Linked DNA regions of Rattus norvegicus: region 1 is linked to region 2. Evidence: chromatin contacts called from public Hi-C data. All regions are on one chromosome and are shown on one strand. The core of a region is the stretch at or near the end of the contact, and the rest is flanking DNA. Distances in the headings are between cores, read along the strand shown. Region 1 overlaps Setd3 (SET domain containing 3, actin N3(tau)-histidine methyltransferase). Region 2 has its middle 32 kb from the start of Bcl11b.

Region 1 (5,788 bases), core at 769-3,268, 68 kb before region 2:
AATGCAGAGTTTGTGATCCACAGTGGTTTTTTCTTTGACAATAACTCACACGACAGAGTGAAAATAAAGCTTGGAGTGAGTAAAAGTGACAGGCTCTACGCTATGAAGGCTGAGGTCTTGGCTCGGGCTGGCATCCCAACGTACGTAGAGAATATCCTGGCTTGGCTCTTCCCTTTGGTGCGTGTGGTATTTCTATAACGTAGTGTTTAATCTGTGTGTTAATAGAGTTCTCCACAGTAGTGTGTCTCAACCCCTTTATCCCGTTATACAGCAGATCCAGACCTTGGCCGTGTGGTCGTTTACCAGTGCTTCAGATAGGTAGAAGGGTGTTGCTAGCACTCGCAGCTAGTTCCAGGGGAGCTGGCCTGCAGTCCTCAGGTTAAAGAAGCCCTCCGGTGTCATTAATGTCTTTCACCTTGAAAAGGCTAACGACATGGATCAATTTGTTTTGTTTAATTCTTTGCCACCATTAGTTTCGGTAATGAAGTCATGATCCTCACTGATTCCATGAATTTCTGGTTAGTTTCTTTAAATTTTCTTGCATTTGAGGTGTGAAGTGGTAAAGAAGATGAGAATTATGATTTATTAGTTTTCCGGGGACTAGAGGAACCATTCTTAATGAAAATGGATTATCTGAACTTTTTTTTATTGAGCTTGTCAATATTTGATTAATGATAAAGTGTGAGCTCAACATGAATTACTGTTAATGTTCGTAAGGACTGTGGGTGTGTTTAATTCTCTCACTGTGAGGATGTGACCCCAGAGTCAGGTCAGGCAGCAGGCATGCTGGCAAGAGTGGCCAGGGCCTGGCAGGGCTTCCCCACCCACCAGCTTCATGCTTTCCAAGGTGCGTGCCTACCATGTAGTGAGGCTCAGCTCTGCTGTGTGAGGGCCCGGGCATCTTCCTCTGGAGGAACTGTGGGCCTGACCTCAGATTTTGTTGTTTTCAGATCCAGTGTTTTTGCATTGCATTTTACTGAGCCACCCATCTCTGCCCAGCTTCTAGCTTTTCTCCGAGTATTCTGCATGACTGAAGGTAAAAACAGTTTTTTTTTTCTTCTTAAATTGTAAAGCATGGGGAGGTGGCTCAAATTACAGATAAAATTCTTAAGATGGTAGGGGAAGGTGGCAATATTGGAGAGAGAACTAATCTGTTGTCCACTGGGATTGAAGAGTCCAAACATCCTGGGATGGTAAGAAATACTGCAGACAGCACCTGTATAAGACAAAATGTTCCTGGCCACAACTCCGTGTTTCAGACGCAGGAAGGACTAAATCCATGTATTGAGTTTTCTGCTTGCTTAGGACAAGTCCTCTGAGCCGGCTGTGCCCAGTGGCCTGGTGAGCTCGAGCTTTTGTTCACACCCTCGACTGTGTGCCCAGTTGCTGGTCTGGGGCTTTCATCCGTGCTGGGGCCTGTTGTTTTATACTACCTTCAACCCTACACAGAATGGCTGGGCTAGAGAATAAATGATTTACTGAACAGTTAAATGTTTTTCTAGAACAAAGCCACCTAAGTGTTAGGGAAGTGCAGCTGGCTAAAGCAGTCATTGCAGCCATGGATAGGTGGCTGTCCCTGCTGTCCCCATCTCTTGTGGGTTCAGGGCTTGACAGGAAGCCTGAGTGTACAAGAACTTAGTCCTAGAGTGTAGACAGTAGAGACGAAGCTATCGGGAACCAGAGTGAGACAGGGTAGCTGTCCCTGAAGAGCAAGCACCTTCCATCACACAGAAACTTTTCTGTGTACAGGCTAGGGTGGTCTGTGGTATTTTCTTCTATATTTAATGAGCAAGGAATCTAGGGGGGTGGGGCGGGGGAGGAACGCTGGTAATGGCAGTCCCTGTAGCTTGTGCCATGCCCAGTGTTCTACACGGTGCTTCCTGTGTTTTTATCTTGTGCCTTGTAAGGTGCTTCCTATCACGCTGGTGGAGTCTCCAGTTCAGAGTGTGAAGAGTGAGAAAAGGGCTGCTCAGCTAATGACTGGTGGCCTTGACCCAGAGCCAACCTAGCTACTTCCAGAGTCCCTGTCCCAGACAGTCCCATGTTCCTGCTGATGTGCAACTGATAGAATTCATGGGGCAATTCTTGGTGTATTTGCATGTGGTGATGGTGGGGGGAAGGTAGGGGGAAGAGTAGGATGAGGTATTCCCTGTAGACACAGGCAGGGGACTGCCCTTACTCAGCAAGAGAGACTCAGGCCACCTTGGGCCCGGGAACCTCTGGGGAAAGGATGACAGGGACAAGAAAGGTTTGGTGTCTAGGTCAGGCCAGTGGCTGCTTTGTATGGCTTGTCTGCAGCCATGGCGCTGGGAGGCCAGGAACAGTGATGGCAGTGGCTCAGAACTGGAAACTTCTGGAAAGAAATTTCTGTTTCTAAAGAAGCTTTTTTTTTTTTTTTTTTTTTTTTTAAATATCTTTATCTCTATGAAAGGTTAAGCCTGAATTTTACCTTGGAACTAGATAGTCATTTTTAAAACATCAGATAACATGCCCTTTTTAAAAATCTCTTGTGTTTGGTGCTGTTCTGTAGTTTCTTCTCAGAAGACAGTTTGTCTTCTCAGTCGTCACAGACAATCAATCGATGGAGTCTGTGAACCACTCCAACTAATACTAATAAAGTTTGGTTTGCTGGCAGCACAGCTCCCGATTTGAATTGTAAATAGTGACAGCTGTAGGGCATTTAGCTCTGAAAGAGAGACTGTCTCACAGTTACATAAGAAGCTTGGGTGTGTTTGTTGAACTGAACAGGATGGGCAGGAGAGGAACGCTCAGAGCCATTGCTGAGTTATTCTTCTTACACAGATCTGTAAGGTATTGAGAGGCTGTGTTTCTGTGTGGTTTAGATTGCTGAGAGCGAGCGAGGGAGAGGGAGAGAAGCTGGGAGGGGGGCAGGCAGGCTGACTCTGACTGAGACTGACTCACTTTTCTTTGAGTCAGGTTTCTACAGTCCATGTACTTGCTTCTCCATCTTTGGCTTACGTGTGTAGTTACCAGGACGACAGTGGCTCCCAGTATCTTTAAGATGTTATTTTATCTTATTTATGTATGTGTGCCCGTATGTCTGTCTGCATACCATGTGTGTGCAGTGGCCACAGAGGCCAGAAGAAAGCGTTGACTATCCTGGAACTAGAGGCACAGATGGTTGTGAGCTGCCATGTGGTGAAGCTGGGACCTCTAGAAGGACCCAGGACTCAACCTGAGCTGTTCCTTCCTCCTCGGTGTCCTTGACACCAGTTGGTAAGGTGAGGTCTTTACTCCAGGGCTAGCAAGAACAGTTCTGTCATAGTGAGGGTGTGGCCATAGATGTCTTCAGACATAGTCTTCCGAGCCTGTCTCAAGGCTCTCAGTGTCCCTCTCTGAGTTGGGCATGAGTCAGTACTGCCTTTCAGGGAGGCCTCACTTGACCTCCTGGCCTGGAACTTAGCTGTGCCTCTGCTCAGAGAGCCTGGAAGACTGTGCTGGGGGACATAGAGGACGGACGGCTTGTCAGAGTGAGCTGTGCTGCCTTCCCGACTGACTGCTATGTGTGTCTCTTGTAGAGGAGCTGAAAGAGCACTTGCTAGGGGACAGCGCCATTGACAGGATCTTCACTCTGGGGAACTCGGAGTTTCCTGTCAGCTGGGACAATGAGGTCAAACTTTGGACATTTCTGGAAGATAGAGCCTCACTTCTTTTAAAAACATATAAAACGACAATTGAGGTAATTAGATGAATGAAGATCATGCTTGGCATGTTTCTAGTCCTTCATTCTGATTCTCAGCAATGTATATGTGACATTCCTTATTTGGTGCCAGTGTTTCACAGTTTATCATGTTGATTTTAATAGCACTTGATAAATTTTACACAGTTAGTACTTTTAAAAACTATCTTTAATTCATGATACCACAAATATAAGCTTTTCTTCCCCTCCTATCCCCCATCCCTCCCTCAGCTCTTTCTCTCTCCTGTGCACCAGCATACAGAGGCTTGTCGTACAGCCAAACCCCCGTCCTATTTTCAAGACAGAGTGTCACTAAAGTCATCCAGGCCTCGAACTTATCACCATGCTGACAGTCTCCTGACTAGCTGAGATTACAGGCTGTCACCAGGCCTGGCTGGAAGACTTGTTTCTCTCTTCTTTTTTAATTTTTAGCCTTCACTCTAGGCCCACATGGGGCTCCAATCACAGAGATGAACGCAAGTGATGCCCTCCATTCTGTGTTGGCTCCATTTAACTTGGCCTTAGCTCTGTTTTGAGAGTACGGACTTACTGTAACAAGAGCCCTGAGTCAGCTGCAGTTTTGCTGGAAGTGTTGGGTCATTCGGCGATGTGAAGCCTCAGTTTAAAAGCTGTTAGCACCTTACCCTCTCAGGCTGAGCTGCAGCTTGGTGCTGCTTCGACAATTTAGAGTTCTTGTCATTAACTTGATGTCTCTCGCCCCCCCAGGAAGATAAGACTGTCTTGAAAAACCCTGACCTCTCTGTCCGTGCCACGATGGCCATCAAATTGCGCTTGGGTGAGAAGGAGATTTTGGAAAAAGCAGTGAAGAGTGCAGCCATGAACCGAGAGTACTACCGCAAACACATGGAGGAGAGGGCGCCACTGCCCAGATACGAGGAGAGTGACCTGGGGCTGTTGGAGGGTGGTGTGGGGGACTCGAGGCTCCCTCTGGTCCTGAGAAAGCTGGAGGAGGAGGCAGGTGTACAGGAGTCTCTGAGTCTCACAGAGACTGTCAGCAAAGTCAAGGCTGCCGAAAATGGGCTCGTCAATGGGGAAAGCTTGATCCCTAATGGGACCAGGTCTGAAAATGAAAGCTTAAGCCCAGAAGAGAGTGAAAACACGACAGGAGACACGGAAGAGTCTTCAGGAAGCATGGATGCGGTGAAGGAGCGACTCTGAGATGCTCACGGATCCAGTTGAGCAGAAGTTGCAGACAGCCCACCACATCACCGTGTTCCTTGTTAACATTTTTCTTTTCGCAGAGAGGAAAATATGTTTTGCTGCTTTATATAAAGTGATTTTTAAGTTATTATAAAGATCTAGCTTCCCTTTTTGATTAAGATTGCCATCTTGCTTCTGGGCGGAATAAAGTAGTGAAGAGCAGCAGAGGGGAGGAGGCGCCCTTGAGAGACTGCAGACCAGCTGTGGGCAGCGCTGCTCTCCTCGCTCCACAGTGAGTGCTGGCGCTGCTCCTGCCGAGGGAGTGAGGTTGGACTCTGGGTGTCGAGTGGATGGTGGAGGGTGAGGCACAGTGAAAAGAAAGCTGGGTGAGGTGGTTACAAACAAGAGTCTGGGCAAATCTTTTATTTTTTTCCTTAACAAGAATATCCCCAGTACCAAAAGAAAAGGTAAGGTGGCAACCTGATTTTTAATGGCTTAAAATGTTGATGATGATCCTAATTATATAAACACACACATATATCTAGTAATTTCTAAGGATTTGTTTACTTTTTGTGTTCTGTTTTGCTGTATTAAAAACTTGTCCTTTACCTTAAATCAAAGTAGGCCTCGCGTCCTCCTGGGTTTTCACGCTGGCTTTGTTTCAGAGAGGTGCACTGACTCCAGTGATGGCAGTGGAGTGCCGTAGACACTGCAGCCGTGGCTCACGCACGGTGTCGGGATAGGCGGCCCCCTGGCTTTCTGGTTTCACAACAAGCTAGAGATTTTCAAAGCTACCCTTTTGAGTAAAACCCCTTATTAAAAGAAAAAAACATGACTGGTGTTTTTGTTTGTTCCTTTTCTGGGGGAGTAGCGCAGGCCCTGAGTCGATCCTTTAGCAGAGCATCTCACATGCTCCCTGACCACTGG
Region 2 (5,698 bases), core at 1,523-4,022:
AGGGGGAAGTTTGTTGGCCATCCAGCCTCGACCAATCAAAGAGTGACTGAGGAGGAAGCTGGGTACAGACCTCTTGCCTTTATATGTATGTTCACGTGTAGCTACCCCCCAAACATGCAAGCACATGGGAACGCATGCACACAAGAGAGAAGCCGCTTTTCGTGTCTATGGTATTCCCATGTATTGCAGAGAGACTCTGGAGAGGGGCCTCATGGTGGCTTTAAGGCCTCTTGTCCTCAGCTATTGACTGTTAAGAATGTTGGGTAGATTTCAGAATGCACCAGGGGTCAGGGGTTATAGGTCCGCACTGGGTATTGTAGGGGCATTCCTGTGGTGCCCGGACATGGGAAACTTCACCTGACAGGGTTTTTGCTAGGATCGCCATGGGCCGTTAGCCATCTTCCCCTGCTTTACACCTCAAACCGGTTTGGGTACTGCCAAGGCCACATTAATGCACAGAGCCTAGTCCAGCCACAATTAACCCTTTAAATTATGACTAAGACAGTGTAATCGACCTTCCCGGATCCTCGTCTGTATGGGAGTGGGCTGTGGGTTCTCTTGGCCCCAGTTCAGGGGCAGGTGGCTCCCCAGAAACTTTCCAGGGTCCTGCCACCAAACAGCTGCAGGCCCTGTAGCCTCCTAACCGTGGCAGGAAAGCCAGGCTCCCTGCCTCTCTGACCCAGGCGTCCCAGTGCCCTGTGGCTCTGTTCCATTGTGTGACCAGCGCAGCTGTCGTTTCTGGAGGCCACTGGTGGGCTCTGGGTGATCATTTACAGATCAGGAGGGGGAGATAAGGGCCGTGTGGCTCACTGTTTGCATGTCCCTTATGCTCATAAAGCGATGGTACCGTACGGTCACATTCCCTGCTGGCCCCCCTTTCCTGACTGTCTTTTATTGTCCAGTCTTATCTCTCCCTCCCCAGGCCTCACCCTGTGCAGAGCCCCAGGACCTAACCCTCTTCAACTGCTGCTGGATTCTTTGTGACCTTCTGCCCCAGGTGTGGAAGGAGACCTTATCAGCAGGGGTGGGAAGACTCGGCAGGCCCAGCCCTGGGTGGTCAGAGAGGGGACGTCGTGTAAGCAAAGCTAAGACAGGAGAAAGGCCAGCACTGTGCAACAGGGTTTATAAGGACTCCTATTCTAGGCTAACAACATCCCTGTCAACCACTGGTGTACCTTGCCCCTCGACAAGCTCTTGCCCCTTGGGGAGCGGGATGGGGTCAGATTGGGTTCTTCTTGACTTTCTTGTGCACAGTGGCCTCTCTTGTTAGGCAATGAGACAGAAATGTGAGCCTCTAAGTGACTAGGGACCCCCGAGGGACTCTCGGATTTCTGTCTTTGTGTCTTAAAATGGATTCAGATCCTTGGTGCTGTGTTCAAACCTCCTTAGGATGGGAAGGGAACAGTCGCTGCAGGCTGGAGAGCTACCCAGGAGTGTTTGCGTCGAAAGCATGAATACCTGAATCCAGATCCCCACGCCGAGGCGGCATCTACAGTCTCAGAGTTGGGAGGGTGGAGGCAGGAGGATCTCACAGCCACTGTAGCTGAACCAATGACCTCCAGGTTCAATGAGAGACCCTGTCTGTCTGTCTGTCCATCTGTCTGCCCGTCCGTCCATCCGTCCATCCACCCACCCACCCATCTATCCATTCATCTATGATGAAAGCCAGCCGTTGGTGGCACATAGCTTTAACCCCAGCACTCAGAGGAAGGGGCAGGTGGATCCCTGTGAGTTCGAGGCCAGCCTGCTGGTCTAATAGAATGAGTTCCAGTGCAGCCAAGGCTACATACATAGAGAAACCTTGTCTCAAACAACCAACCCCCGCACTCCTACCTCCAAAAAAGATGGAGAGTGAAAAATTGAAAAAGTAGATGCCACTGACCTCCTGCCCCCCACCCTACCCCACCCCATGGATTCTCCTCAGTTTCAGAGAGAGGAAGTCATAGGACACGAACTCACACCTACAAATCCGAGGTTTGAGCCACAATCCCTAAGTGTACAGCCACCACGGTCAACTTTTGTACTTCCATACATAATCAAGGGGGAAGAGAGCAATCTGGGTCTCACAGATGCTTGGCTGCAGAACTTGGGGTAACCATTGGGCAAATCCATCTCTCTGTGTCTCCATTTCCTGTTTGCAAAACGGAGCTTATGAAGCCCCCTACCCAGGTCCTAAGAGAACTGAAGCGAGGAATGTCCTGGCTACAAACGAATGCTCCCTGAGTTGTAGTGGCTGGCAGATGATACTGAGAAAAGTCACCTGTGTGCCCATCGTCCAAGTAAGAAAACTGAGGGTACAGAAGGGCAGGCATGTGGTGAGCTGCACCAGCTTAGCCTGGGGGCGTATCTGATGCCTCACAAATCCTTTCCTCTCCCTAATGGGCTGCTCCTACAGTAGGTCCAGCCTCAACTCCAGACCCAGCTATGGCCGGCGAGTGAGGCAACAGCTCACCCCTTTTGAATTTGCAGCATAAAGCTAGCATCTGGGTGTCCCGCATCTCATGACTCCATAGAGTAGAGAGACAGTGGGTCTTGAGTTCTTGCTCTAAGTGTTCGGACCCCCTTTATGGACTTTGGGGCATCAATAAGGGTTGGGGAAGATGGGGTGCCTGCTGGTTCCTCCAGTCTTGAGTCACTCTCCTGTGGGCCCAACCCATGTTTGTTTAGTCTTTCTGGGTTTCAGCCCTTTGACCAGTGAAGGTTAAAGATTATTGAGGCAGCTGACAATAAAGTGCCCGGCATGCTGGCCTTTGCACCCCCATTAGCGGCAGCGGGATCACCTTCTACACAACGGCCAGAAAGGCGAAAGTGCCAGGGTGTGGGCAGGCACACCTTGGGCATTAATATTGAAGGACAGTCGCTTTTGCTTGGCAGTTGGACCAAGTTTCTCTTTTATCTGTAGCTGGGCCACAATGTGTCATTGTTCTCAGTCTCAAAGGCCACCGTGCAGCCCCAGAGTGGACCTGGTGTGGACTCCACCTGCTAGAGTAAACATGCACTCGAGGTGGCCGTGGGCCAGGGGGACAAGAACGTTTCCTTCTCCTGGAAGAGTTGCTTTCTTTCAAGTGGGCTGGAAACCAGGGGCCCCATGGTCTCACCAGTCCCCCGTCTGCACCGCAGTCCCTCAACCAAGCAGGTGGCTCTCAGACAACCTGGGCCCCAGGACAGTGTCAAAGGCTTTGTGCCCTGGACCCGGAGGCAGCTGGGGGCCCTCTTCTCAGAAGAATGCTTTCTTGGGGCCTTGGAGACAAAGCTAAGGGATTGAAAGGAAGCTAATGATACTGAAATATAGTTATCAACATATTTCAAAGCGGATTCGAGTCAACCTAGGTGGGTCTTTATGGACGCCATAAACAATCTGGCCACAGATCTGTTGACAGGTACAGCCTCTCGGGGCTGACGAGTGGAAACCAGCTTACAAGGTTTCTGCTGCTGACTCAGGAACCAATGCTCTTCTGAAGGATTCTTGTGCAGCGTGCTTATGTTTGTTTGTTTATTTATTTGGAAGCAACAATCGTTGCGCAGGAAGTCGCAAAAGCAGCATATTACTTCTCCTTGACCAGCTTTTCCCATAGCCAAAACCACTCTCAAAAAGCAGGCCCTCCATCGCCACATCTCTCGTTCCTATTCTCACATACCCGGGTGGGGGCGGGGGTTTCACAGCTCCCATTTTACAAACAGGAAGCTGGGACACACGGAGACGGGCTTGCTTTTCTTTTGGGTTTTTTTTTCTACTAGTGATCCTTTTCACACTGGAAATAGAAAAAACATTGACATTAATTTATTTATCTATTTGGGTGGGGCACAAGTGTCAGGGTGCACGTGCGGAGATCAGAGAATAATGTGCGGGAGTCAGTTCTCTTCATCCATCGTGTGTGTTCCTGGGTATTGAACTCAAGTCCTTGGGTTTGGTGGCAAGCACCTTTACCCACTGAGCCATCTTACTGGCCCTCACCCAGTGTATGATTTTATGTATGATTCCCCATGTTGGAAATAGATACATCGGCCACACGCTTACCAATAATAAGCCGCAAAGGCATTTAATTTAAAATAGTTCTGTGGTACACATATCACCTTATCATTTATTAAACATTAGAGCAAATTTGCATATTAATTAGATGGGCGTGCTTGCTCATGTTCCGTCGACACTTAAATCTTGGATGAACATTTGACATTTTTGGGATGCAGAAGATCTCCGGCATTTCCAGAGGTGACGGATATTTTGATATCATAATTGTTTGTGTTGAGGACGCTGCTTCAAATGAATAAGCAAGGTTTATGTGTTGACTTAAGTGAGAAATGTTCCCTATACGGCCAGCAGGGGGCGCTGTATTTTTTTTTTAGAAAGTACACCCTTGGGGGCGGGCTTTGAGAGTAAAAAACTTGTCTATTTCCGGTTTGTTCTCTGCCCTTGTTCTTACCTCATATCTGCTGCTTGCTGCTACAGTTCCCTCTTATGGTGGATTCTTATCTTCTGGGAACCATAAGCCCAAATAAATGTTCTTATGTAAACTGCCCTGGTCATGACATTTTTGTCATAGCAGCAGAGAAGTAACTGATACAGTATCCAACAAGAAAAGCATGTTTAGGATCATTTTAGAAGCTGCTGTAAATTCTATCCAATTCTAAACCAAAGCTCATTTAAGGATATATTTTAAAACGGAACTCAAGTCAGCGACCCAAACAGTTAATTTTTAAAACAAAACATCGTAACATAGACTATTCCAAAAAGGTAACAATTTGATACATCCTGAGGACCTACATGCTGAACAGGAAATATTAGAAGTCTTTTTTTTTTTTTTACTGTAATTAACTATTATGTTATGTGCTGAAAGCCACATTAGCACCAAAAGTGCTACAATTCATGGAGTTCAATAGGGCTGCAGCTGTGGCTTGGTGGTAGAACGCTTGCTTGGTAGTCACAAGGTCCTAGGTTCAAGCCCCAGTATTGCAAAACAAACAAGCAAAAAAAAAACAAACAGGAAAGTAACTCACGGCAGTCTTTAAACTGATCTACATCGTCACCAGCAGTGTTAGATGTTGGTGTTGTGTGGTGTGTGAGTGTGTGCAGTGTCACGTGAGCGCACTGTGCGCTCAGAACGAAACTGCAGTGAAACTACACCAGCCGGAAGCGGTTTCCTTAGGCATCCGTTTTTGAATTAATTTTCATTTGCTGGCACTTTCTGAAACCTTCTACTATTGCCAGTCTTTTTGGGACCTCCTTATACCCACTGTGGTGGTTTGAATAAGAACGGCCCTCATAGGCTCATATATTTGAGTTCTTAATCAGCAGGGAGTGGCGCTGTTTAAAATGATTAGGAGCTGTGGCTTGTTGGAGGAAATGTGTCATTGGGGCTGGGCTTGGTGCTCAACCCCCACCCCCTGACCCCAGTTGCCTACAGATCGGGATGTAGAACTCTCAGCTACTTCTCCAGCACCCTGTCTGCCTGCATGCTGCCATGCTCCCACCAACAATGGACTGAACCATCTCAACTGTAAGCCACTGTCCTGGCTGATTTGTGTGCGTGCGTGCGTGCATGCGTGCGTGTGTGAATTTGGCACAAGCTAGAGTCATCAGAGAGGAAGCAGCCCCAGTTGAGAAAAATGCCTCCCTGTGACCCAGCTGTTCTCCATTAGTGATCAATGGGGGAGGGCCCAGCCCAGCCCATTGTGGAAGATTTGGGTTCTATAAGAAAGC

The links. Hi-C and Micro-C count contacts between places; a contact is called where the count stands out from the background.
Region 1: a contact with region 2 is called in a Hi-C map of kidney, with 2.6 times the contacts expected there. The contact joins two enhancer-like sites. A contact is called at or near these places in 6 of 12 Hi-C or Micro-C datasets (the A7r5 cell line, kidney, liver and 2 more).

The regions. Positions count from the first base shown.
Region 1 is chr6:132,787,386-132,793,173 of GRCr8, reverse strand. It overlaps Setd3 (SET domain containing 3, actin N3(tau)-histidine methyltransferase), which reads left to right. Exons shown (of 13, transcript NM_001346470.1): 10 at 1-140; 11 at 951-1,036; 12 at 3,540-3,700; 13 at 4,427-5,696. The coding sequence ends at 4,879. Among named protein-coding and RNA genes, the nearest start is that of Setd3, 64 kb to the left of the region's middle. Within about 2 kb of position 2,018, at least 38 of the 93 cell types and tissues checked have an H3K27ac peak or open chromatin away from gene starts, as enhancers often do. A contact at or near this core is called in kidney, where this site is marked.
Region 2 is chr6:132,720,180-132,725,877 of GRCr8, reverse strand. No RefSeq gene overlaps it. Among named protein-coding and RNA genes, the nearest start is that of Bcl11b, 32 kb to the right of the region's middle. Within about 2 kb of position 2,772, at least 4 of the 93 cell types and tissues checked have an H3K27ac peak or open chromatin away from gene starts, as enhancers often do. A contact at or near this core is called in kidney, where this site is marked.